2 separate regions of the Pan troglodytes genome follow, and region 2 is linked to region 1. The links are chromatin contacts, called in public HiChIP or PLAC-seq maps. All regions are on one chromosome and are shown on one strand. The core of a region is the stretch at or near the end of the contact, and the rest is flanking DNA. Distances in the headings are between cores, read along the strand shown.

Evidence for each region. HiChIP or PLAC-seq counts read pairs in DNA pulled down with a chosen protein or histone mark.
Region 2: an H3K4me3 HiChIP or PLAC-seq map of stem cell-derived excitatory neurons shows a contact between it and region 1, with 3 times the contacts expected there. The contact joins the promoter of CWC27 here to the promoter of PPWD1 in region 1. A contact is called at or near these places in 1 of 1 datasets of contacts at active chromatin or transcription factors (stem cell-derived excitatory neurons) and 1 of 1 other capture datasets (stem cell-derived neural stem cells).

The regions. Positions count from the first base shown.
Region 1 is chr4:49,073,213-49,078,969 of NHGRI_mPanTro3-v2.0_pri, reverse strand. It overlaps PPWD1 (peptidylprolyl isomerase domain and WD repeat containing 1), which reads left to right and starts at 3,214. Exons shown (of 12, transcript XM_001164029.7): 1 at 3,214-3,447; 2 at 3,744-3,780. The coding sequence starts at 3,379. CENPK (centromere protein K) reads right to left here and starts at 3,272. Exons shown (of 11, transcript XM_063811197.1): 1 at 3,039-3,272; 2 at 1,408-1,509.
Region 2 is chr4:49,871,024-49,876,780 of NHGRI_mPanTro3-v2.0_pri, reverse strand. CWC27 (CWC27 spliceosome associated cyclophilin) reads left to right here and starts at 3,513. Exons shown (of 14, transcript XM_517739.8): 1 at 3,513-4,013. The coding sequence starts at 3,972. It overlaps SREK1IP1 (SREK1 interacting protein 1), which reads right to left and starts at 3,476. Exons shown (of 5, transcript XM_001165048.8): 1 at 3,338-3,476. The coding sequence starts at 3,350.

The DNA.
Region 1 (5,757 bases), core at 1,965-4,464:
AAAAAATAGGATGAAAACACAGAAACTTTTAAAATCTTAGATTAGGAAACACCTTTCTAAGCAAAACTAAGTAAAATCTTTACACCAAAATTTTTTTTTTTAAATTCTGCATGGACAAACATCTCATCAACAAAGTTAAAATTTAAAACCCCCAAACCTAGGAGAAATACTTGTAATATATATGGCAACCCAAGACCTAGTTTCCTTAATATATAACAAGTGCCTACAAATTCATAAGAAGAAACCAAACAACTCACCATTAAAAAAAATTTAAAAAAGATTACCAAAAAAGTCAGGTTACCAATTACTTTGGAGGAAGAGTGGAAGGGGGAAAAGGGTTGTGGCTGGGATGGGCCAAATGGAGAGATTTCTGAGGTAATTATCAAAGTTTTATTTTTTGACTAGCATGATGGTAAGGGTGTTCACCTCATAATAATTAGTAAACTTTACGTTTATTTTGTGTCTGCATTTTTACAATAAAAAGGTAAACAACAAAAACAATTCAATAGAAACTGGCAAAGAACACAAATGAGGAATTCAAAGAAAAAACAAATACCTTTTAAATACAGAAAAAGTACATTCATAAGCTCATATATAATTTATGAAAATCCAAATTAAACAAGCATTAATTTTCATTCAGAATGGCAATAATGTAAAATTGGTAAGAGATAATACTGGCAAGCATGTGAAATAAGAGGCTTGCACTGTTGGTGGAACAATCACTTTGTATGATAATATCCATCAAAATTTTACATGCATTTCTTGTGACCCAGAAGTTCTATTCTTAGGAATAATCCTAAAGATAGATATGTCTGCATAAGTCTATACAATTATGTTTACTGGCACATTACTTAGAGAAAAAAAAACTTTAAAGGTATGAACTCTGCAACCAGACTATACAGGTTTAAATCTGTTTTGATATTTAAAAGCTATGAGACTTGGGCAAGTCACTTAAACTTTCTATGCCTCAGTTTCCTTTCCTATAAAATGAAGATAATATTAAATACTCCCTAGGGTTATGACAATTAAATGAGTATATATACATATATATATAAGCACTGTAGCTAGCATATAAAGAGCTTTATCAGTGTTAGCTATTAACAATCTGAATGTCAACTAGTAGAAGGCTGAAAATCTCACCTGCTATACCCATAAGATACAGTTTAAGTTCACAAAGCCAAAGTCAGTCATCATGAATTTTAGAATATTTTTAAGCGAAAAAGTCAAACAAATATTTCTTTACTGACCACTAAAATACATTATCAATATGCAAAAGTAATGCAAAACTCTGCACATGTGGTGGGGGCGGAGGGTGAGGGATAAATATTCAACAAATTATCTGGCTTGGCGATTTAATGTGGCAGTAGAATAAAAACATATAGAAACATTTAAGAGTTTGCTCTCTACCACTTGAGGATGCAAGATGAAAGCTGTATGTAACCTGGAAGAGGGTCATCAACAGAACCAGAAAATGATGGCACCCAGATCTTGAATCTCCAGCCTCTAGACCTGTGAGAAATAAATTTCAGTTGTTTAATTAAAACACACACACACACACTTAAGAGTTGAACTTTTCCCTTTCCCACATTTTGTATCCTTAAACCTATCTTCCTGGAAAGGGAACAAGTGAACTTTTTGAGGTCCCCAGTTAGGACTACAATACTTAATCATTTATTGAAGAAAAACAGCATCTCTTTATTTAGGGATAATACTATACTTAAAGAAACTCGCACTATTAATTGGGAAAAGATTAATATACATGAAATAAGCAAAAAATACCCACATAATTCTAAAATACATTCATTTATTCAACAAATATGTTAATGTGTGCCATTGGTCAGACACTGGCTTTAGCTGTGTAGATGAAAAAGTCTTTGTACTTGTAGAGCTTCCATTCTCATGCAGACAATATAAATGAATGGATAACTAAATACATGATATAATTTCAGGTAGTCAGAAGTGCTATGAAATGGTAAAGTATACAACACTACCTGCAAGTACTATCGGAATTCAGGATAGGGAAGGTTAGAAAAACCAACCCGGAAGGAATTAGTCCATAATAATGCTTAATAAATGTTAACTAGCTACATTATTATTATCATTATCATTATCATCTTCATCCTCATTATTGCCATGGTCTCTGAAAGATGAGAAGCTGTAAACATGAAGGCTAAATCGCTGTGGAGATGCTTTCAAGCATAAAAACATAAGAGTAGGAGGCAAGAACGAACAGGGGAAATTTGTGAGACACAAAAGAAAGTAGCCTGATGAGAGCAGAGGGCAGAGAAGAAATGAGACTTGCTAGGTAGAATGGTCAAATAATGGGAACCTTTGAAATAAAATAAAGTGCCTACTATGGGGGGGCAGTTCCTTCCCTGTACGTGGTGCCTATCTCAAGGCAAAAGTAGAGAAGAGATTTACGACGAGGATTTTATTAGGTTGGTGCAAAAGTAATTGCAGAGAAAAAAAAGAAGTGTTTTACGGAGGTCATTTTGACAAGCTGTATTTGATTTTTTAAAAAAGAGATTAAGATAATACATTTTATGTTATGTGCTTTTTACCTAATTTTTTAAAAATGAAGAAGACAGATGAGGAGGAGGAGAAAGAGTTCAGATGACTGCTAGGAGATGAAATCCTATACCAGAGAGAAGAAAGAAGGGTGACCCGTTCTGCCCTAGGTCTTTTGGTTATTTGAAGTAGCTGCTTCTCCACCCCACCCCCAGAAACAGTAACAAGCACTCACCACCTTCTTCAGTGAGTGTGTGAAAGAATAAAGGTCAGGAGAGAAAACATGTTTAGTGCATCTGAAAGGAAACCCGCGAGTTAACCACTTCCTTCTGTCCCCACCCTTCCGTCTTTCTCTAAATATTGGTGAGGTTATGGAGCTTGCGTTGGCGCGCGGGAAGCCGAGAAGAACGGGACTCAAAGCCCGGCTGGGAAGTCAGGTATCTAATTGGCCGGCGATAAGGGTTTCACCTTCAGGACTGGAGCTCCACAAGATTCAACCGTTATATCAACATCCCCGGCCCAGGTCTTACCATCACAGCTTCACAAACTCCAGGTCGCCTAGGCGCTGCGCAGGAAGCGCTTGCCAGCCCCGGACTTCTGCGCGCGCTGCATGCCCATTGGATGTGTTCATTCCCACCCCAGCCAATCCCGAAACTCGCTCGGACGCTGACAGAAGACTGCGCCGCTGCTTTGGGATTTGTAGCTGAGTTTTGTGTCGCGCCTTTTCTGACGATGCGAACAACATGGCGGCGGAAAGTGGTAGCGATTTTCAGCAGAGACGTAGAAGGCGCCGGGACCCGGAGGAACCGGAAAAAACAGAACTCAGCGAAAGAGAGCTGGCAGTAGCAGTGGCGGTGTCCCAGGAGAACGATGAGGAGAACGAAGAGCGCTGGGTTGGACCTTTACCTGTGGAGGCAACACTGGCCAAGAAGAGGAAAGGTAGCTGCAGACATAGTACCGGGACGAATTGGAGTGCTGCGTCCGCTGAGTAGGAGGGTTCAAGCCAGATCCGAAGAGGGATGATGTGTGGAGTTTTGTGCCCTCAGAACAGAGGGCCGTCCTCTCACTTCTGGCTACTCCATACTTGCATGTCTTAACGAAATAGTGATTTAAGCGTAGTACAACGTCTTTTTGATAATATCTAACACTTTTGATCATTGATTTGTTATGACAGATGCTAAAACTAACATTTTCCTATTCTTATGTGTTTGGCTCCTCTCATTTACTCCCCACAGCAGCCACATGAAGTTGGAATTTCGAACTCTTATTTAGGTATGCAAAAGGGTACCAGTTCTCTTTAAGGCTTTAGTTCAGGAGTGGTGTTAATGTATTAATGTGTTGGGGCGCGAGAGGAAGGCGGTGCTTATTTCGAATCATGGTAGGTAAAGATAATTTCAACTCTGACACTTCCACTAATAAAATTTCGCATCTAGGGAAAGTGACGTAAGCTTCCTAGATCACAGATTTGTTTTCATCCAAAACCCGAAGTCTGTGGTTTTGAAATCACGCTCTTGATACGATGGGCTGAGGCATTTTGTCACTAACGAGGAATAATCACAAATTATTATCAAATAAAAGGGGTGGGAAAAGGGGTAGATTAAGTTTTCTTGTCTTTGTTGTTTTGTTATCTTGTTTTTCTGTGAAATGTTTTCCTTAAGTATTTAAGACATTTTAAATGTGGTCTAAGCTCAAATCGTACTTTAGCACTTTCCCTTAAAAAACTTCAATGATTTGTCATTATTTTCTCTCTCTCTCTCTTTTTTTTTTTTTTTTTTTTTGAGACGGAGTCTCGCTCTGTCGCCCAGGCTGGAGCGCATGCAGTGGCGCTATCTCGGCTCACCGCAACCTCCGTCTCCGGGGTTCAAGCGATTCTTCTGCCTCAGCCTCCCGAGTAGCTGGGGCTACAGGCGCACGCCCGCACGCCCAGCTAATTTTTGTATTTTTAGTAGGGACGGGGTTTCACCATGTTGGCCAGGATGGTCTTGATTTCTTGACCTCGTAATCTGCCTGCCTCGGCCTCTCAAAGTGCTGGGATTACAGGCATGAGCCACGGCGCCCAGCTCATTATTTTCATTAAAGCCCAAACTCCCTCACATGGCATATAAAGCCCTTTATGATGTGATCTCTCCTTACCTTCTTAGTGCATCTTCCATTATCTTGCTCTCCCAACCCCTTACTTTGTACTCCACCATTCTAAAATCACTCGAGAATCGGTCTTGTACTTTTTTTCCCTCTGGATTCCTACCCAGATATGGTGTTTCTACCGGGAATAATTTCCCTCAACTCTTCCACTGAACTGACTTTTGGTCAACCTTTAGCACTTAGCTATCATCTTCTCTGGGAAGCCTGTGACTTCTCCAGTCTGGACTGGATTTCTGAAGCACTTTGATCATAACTCTGAGGTAGTTATCTATCAATACTGAATTTACAGGTAGCCTTCAAATTTTATGTATCCAAATTTTGAAGAAGCTGTTTTTTTGAACGTTGTATATTGACACCCTTACAGTGCATTATCATTTTTACTTCCTGGTCCTCTTATTAAATGTTTCCATAGTAACCATTTTATTTATGGCACTTGCCGCAGTTTCTAATTATATATTTATTCATGTGATTGATGAATGTTTCTCTTCACTGCTAAGACTGTAAACAAGTAAGAACCAGAATCACGCCTTTTTTGTTTCATTGCTTGGTGTACAGTGCTTTGCCTAAGTATTTAATGACTGCATATTAAGACATATAAGACAAGTGTCTTATAAACTTAATATAACGGAGACAGATATAAATTAGTAGGTGTGAAAATCTTTCCTCTTAATCAGTTATTTATTGTTTTAAGACAGCCAATAGTTGGCCGGGTGTGGTGGCTGATGCCTGTAATCCTGGCACTTTGGGAGGCTGAGGCGGGCAGATCATCAGGTCAGGAGTTCTAGACCAGCCTGACTAACATGGTGAAACCCCGCCAGTCTCTACTAAAAATACAAAAAAATTAGCCGGGCGTGGTGGCGCACACCTATAATCTCAGCTATTCAGGAGGCTGAGGCAGGAGAATCACTTGAACCCAGGAGGCAGAGGTTGCAGTGAGCTGAGATTGTGCCACTGTACTTCAGCATGGGCAACAGAGCAAGACTCCGTCTCAAAAAAAAAAAAAAAAAAAAAAGCCAATAGTTTATTCAGTTTGAAGAAAAAAATTGAAACTGAAAAACATACATGGAATGTTACAAAAATATTTAAAATTTTGTCTAAATGGACAAG
Region 2 (5,757 bases), core at 2,264-4,763, 800 kb before region 1:
CTGTGATCAAATATTATTTCTATAATAACAACTAAGAGTAAGATTTTCCTAAATGCCTACATTTCATTGTATTACCTACATAATGGTATACGCTTATACACAATGCTATGGAAACAAGGGTGAAGCACATGATCATAAAACAGACAAGGCTGATTTTTATGTGTGGTTTGCGGAAAGCAGCCTTGTTACTTTATAATCATACCTTGTCATAATCACTAGCAGGACCACCCCAAGAAATGCCAAACTGAATCCATTAAACCTATAATTAAAGAGCCTAACATAATACTTGTCCTCCTTGATGATAACCTTGAAAAGTTTAGATTAGCCCTATTTTCCTTTAATACCCTGTCTGGATCGATCATCTAAGAAATTATCTTACGATTTTCTGTATCTGTATTTTCTAATGACACTTGCATTGTACTTTTACAGCACTGTCACACCTATTATCTCAATTATTGCTGGGTTTAAACAGTTTATAGCTTGCCATCTAGCTTAATGGCACAATTTAACATTATTATACTTTGAAGCACTATTTTGAATTGAAAGAAGGTTAACATATCTATAACACTGGTCTAAGTTTAAGAGAATTTTAATGAGGCCTTAAAAAATCACTTTTGTCCCCTTTCTTAAGTAGCACATTTTCATGTACTGCTTAAAGTTTTATGAGGGCACAGACTATGACACTGTGTCCTCCAGTGTGCCCATATCACACAGGTGCCCAAAAGGCTTGCTCAAGTAATGAAATGAGCAGTGATAACAGGTCAACTTTGGGTGCAGCTGTGTCGTATAAAGATCACTAGAGCTGACTCGGCCTATTAGGATGCCTAGGCAATCTACTGTGTAGGTTTATCTTTCGCTGCTGGCCTCTTAGATGTTGACCAGGCTTCAGCCACAGACCTTCCCTTCACATTCTACACACCATCTAAGCAGAGTGCTCCACTCCCATAGCCTTACCTCCTATTATGTGTGTGGGTAACACCCAAATCATTGTCTTTGACTCTGACTTCTTTCCTAAGCTACAAATTATATCTCTTACTATTAACTATTTGCATTCCTATGTCTGACTAACCTCAACACGACAAGCCCCAGATTGGATGTCATCATCATCCCCTTAACCCCTGCCCCTTGTGAGGTGTTGTCATGTCAGTAAACAGCCCCACCCAATTGCTTAACAGTAAAACCCAGGTAAACCTCATTTCCTCTTTTACCTACCCACATTGAATCAATCACCAACTCCTAGTGACTCTACCACCAAAAATGTATCTTCAATTTATCCACTTCTCTCCTTACCTATTGAGATCACATCTCAGCCACACATCATCATAACTCACCAGAATTACTCCTAACTGGTAAACTTTGTCTCCAATCTACTTTCTAGCCAGAATTATCTTTCCAAAATGTGAATCTGCTTTAAAATCCTTAAATGGCTTCCTGCCATCTGTAGGATAATGCCAAACCTCTTGTCATGGCCTACAGGTCCTTAAAGAGCTGGAAACTACCTTGTAAGTTATCCTATACGATGGCAAAATGAATGAAGTGCACAGTCTAGAGGAACCAGACTGACTTCTTGCTTTCCAGCTGTCTCATAATAGGCAAATTACTTGATTTCTTTGTCCCTCAGTGTCCTCATCTGTAAAATGGGAATATTAATACTCATTTCACAGTGCAGTTGTGAACATTAAATGAGATAGAATACAATGTTTGATATAGTATCTGACATATTTGACTTATAAATATTAGTCAATATTAGCTACAGTTACTATCTACTTAATTTCTCACTTACCTCCCATTTGTATTTGAGTTCTATCCACAGAAAACATCTTTCATTCTGACATATTTGACACATAAATATTAGTCAATATTAGCTACAGCTACTACCTCTGTACTTAATTTCTCACTTATCTCCCATCTGTATTTGAGTTCCATCCATAGAAAACATCTTTCATTTCCTCTTTTCACATATTTCCTCTTCCTTCACGTATCCAGTTCCTCCGACTGCAGTCTCCTCTCCCTTCAAGCCACCCCTCCTACAATTTAGATCTCCTCCTAAGTGCTACCTCCTTTGGAAAGTCCTTCTGCCCATCCTGTATGTGTTTGGTGCCCTTACTTTGTGCTTTCTAAGGTCTTGTATTTTCCTTGCCATGGCACTTGTCCCACTTTCTGTAAATTTCTCTCTCTTCACTGCTAAATTCTAAGTTCTGTGTGAAGCGTAACCATGTCTACCTTGCTCACCACTGTATTTTCAATGCCCAGTACCAGTGCCTGGCACACAGTAGGCTTAATAAAGAGTGTACATTTCCTCTCTCACAGCTCCAGATGTACTCCTCCGCAAACTTCAGTTAGTACAAAAGCACAGTGTTCCAATAACAGCTATCTGTAGAAGGAGGTTCAAAAAGGCTGCCACAGAACAAAGAACCTGGTCAAATAATACTGGGAAGTGCAGGTTTAAACAAAGTTAGGGTTCTGAACCATAGTAATTCTATAGTTCATAGTAATTCTATAGCAATTCATAGTATTCTATTCTAATAGAATAGAATCTTTTCTATTACTAAAGTGCGCTGGGAATTTCCAAGTTGGGAGGTGGGGTGGAGAAGTGTGTATTTCTGAAAATGTCTCCTGCAATCAGTGTTCTGCAGTGGCAAAGCCGGTTTGAGGAGATGCTTTCCGCTACTAGAACTTCCAAGTAAGCTGGTAGTTGAGGACGAGAAAATCTTTTAAGTAATTATTCTGCAGAGTTCACCGTTTTTAGGTCAGTAACTTCTGGACATAGAATTTGAGAGTTAGAAGAAATCTTACATATAATTCAACAAAGCTCCTTCTTTTTATAAGGAAACTGAGGCCCAGAAGCACAAAGCGACCAATCTATGGCCACGGAGCAGCTACATACAACAGGAAGAGCTAGAAGTAGAACCCGCACACCCGGTGGGTCCTAGCGACTTCTAAGACAAACGATGCCTCCGGTTACCTGGGTCGGCCAAGTGTTCCCACTTCAAGTTTTAGTTTTAAGCCATACCACAGTTAAGGTAGTTTTTCTCGGCCGCTTGCCCCCTTAGGCCTACAGTTACAGTCTCTCCCTCCTCCCTCTCTTCCACAATACACTTTCCCTGTAATCCCAAGCAGCTGGGGCTTGGCTCCTGGGGGGAAGATAGTTACTTTCTTTCCTTCAGAGTTTATGTTTGGAGTGTAAACTTTTTCATGTAAACAAAACAAACCTGTGAATTTTAAGGCCTCCGCCTAAATCCCCATGGGCGCTGCTCCGTACACCCCGCACCCTACCCTACCCTCCCTTGCGCTCCCTTCGGAGCTCGGACGCAGAGGCCCTGTAATTGCTCCTTACCTGGGACTGCCATGACGGTGGTAAGAGGGGTAACTCGAGCCTCTGGCTTTCGAAAAGGCGCTTGCTTCCCGCCAGCTGTGAGAACAAGGCACAGTCAAAGCGGCGTTTTCCTTCCCCCAGCGCAGCAGCACCCTCGCTACGGTCGGGAAGGGCCTGTACGCCTCTAGCGACGGCAGAACCAGTAGATGCGGATGCAGTTTCCGGACGAGTCATATTGCAGAAGACACATGGTCCGAACCATTACTGATAGTTTTGGAGGGGGAGTTGAGTTTGATCTGCACACGAGAGTAGTGTAAACACCGCCAACACTTATGAAGTGTCCCTTCTAATATTGTAATACAAATTACATTAAGCTATGGTAACTTTACAGACTTTTCTCGTTCCCTGGAGTACATTGGAATAACCCTTCTCAGGGTTAGCGGTGCTCGGGTCCGGTAACAACATGGCGGTGTCCGTGAGGGGCTCCTTTGGGCAGGGGTAGTGTTTGGTGTCCCTGTCTTGCGTGATATTGACAAACTGAAGCTTTCCTGCACCACTGGACTTAAGGAAGAGTGTACTCGTAGGCGGACAGCTTTAGTGGCCGGCCGGCCGCTCTCATCCCCCATAAGGAGCAGAGTCCTTTGTACTGACCAGGATGAGCAACATCTACATCCAGGAGCCTCCCACGAATGGGAAGGTGAGAGCCTCATCTAGGGAACTTGGCGTCCTGGGATCCCCAAAGTGAGATTTCCCGGATTTGGGGTGGGGAATGGGTTTCAGGATCTCGTGGTAGGAAGAGACCACGAGAAGTGTTGTCTTTACTCCTGCATGTGGACAATGTTGCATTGAAACACTGATGTTGGTACTTTTCAGGATGTACTTGAAGAAGTCAAGTGGAGATTTCTCTACCTACCAGCATTCCGTTTCTATTTTATGCTTTAACCCAACTCATGCAGCCGATTTCTGGGGTCTTAGCTTTTTAAACAGACATTTTTGAGTTTGATATATTCTTTGCTTAACTTGGAGGTCATTCATTCTCCATTTCTTCTACAATCATTAATTGAACGCCTGCGAGGCACTGGGCACTGTACTAGGCGCCGGAGATACAAAGATGGATGGGTAAGGTAGTTGTTTTCCCGGAAAAGCTTATAGTTTAGTTTGTGAGACAGACAGGTAAACAAAAGCCTGTATGTCTGATAAGCGTGCTTGTGGAAAAGAGACCAGGTTGCTATGGCGGTTACTGAGTAGTGAACAACTGGGGAAGTTAGGAAAAGCCTCATGGAAAAGATATCTTTTGAGCTGGTTTTAAAACCTGAGATGACTGTCAGTCAGAGAAAGTGGGAAATGGGGACTATTACCACATTAGAATGGGGAAAGGTTTCTCTGATTGATTTGATAGCTAATGTATGCCAATTCCCATCCAAGATGTTTGTGTGCTGTACAAGGCAGAAGAGTCTGTTGTGGAATAAGTGTCACCTGAATTCTTAAATTGAGACCTAGCTTATATCACATATGAAATTTGATGAATCAGCATATTGGAGAAAATGAGATTGGAAGTATATAGTTGAATTAAGATAAGCTAAATTTACACAACATACCATCCTGTTTGTTACATGATTGCATCATAAATAATTTATACAGTCTTTTATTCATTGACATTTGATAATGTAATGAGAGCAATTTAAAAGTGAAACTAAAAATGCTGTAATTCCCAGCAAAAATTTAATGGATATTTTATGGGCAGACCAATTCTTTCAATTCTTTGTTTGAACTTCTCCTGGGCATTGTAGATTAGTATGTCCATCCCACCCCTCACCTATCTTATTTAATATCAATGTGAAAACCCAAAATACCTACCTCCTCCTATTTCCAAATGTTTCTTGAGGGCAATATCACCCCCAGTTAATAAACATTGGTAGAGATTGAATAGATTTACCATCCTGCCAGACAGGGCCTTCACACTTGCTGTTCCTCTGTCTAATCAAGTGTTGACCTTAGCAAAGAGCCCTTTCTTATCTACTTTCTATGAAATAGCAAACTTCAATCATGCCTTGCATCCCAGCAGTCTCTGGCCCCCTTAACCTTTTTAGTTTTTTCCATGGTATTTATTAATTATTTAGTATTACTGTATCCTTCCTCCTACCTTCCCCCTGTAGAATGTAAGGAACATAAGGGCAGAGACAAACATCTAGAACAGTACTTGATACATGATAGAAGGAGTTCAGATAGGTATTGAATAAATGAATGGATGGATGAATTAATACTATATTTTTCTTAGTTTTTGAGAAGTATTAAGTATCAGTGAGTTTGAGGTTATACTGCTGCTGGTCAAGGACAGACTTAATTGCTTTATTCTAAAGGAAGATTTGACATGGTCATATAGATGAAAAGCTTTAACAAGGATACATTCCTGAATAGATTATTCATTCAACAAATAATGA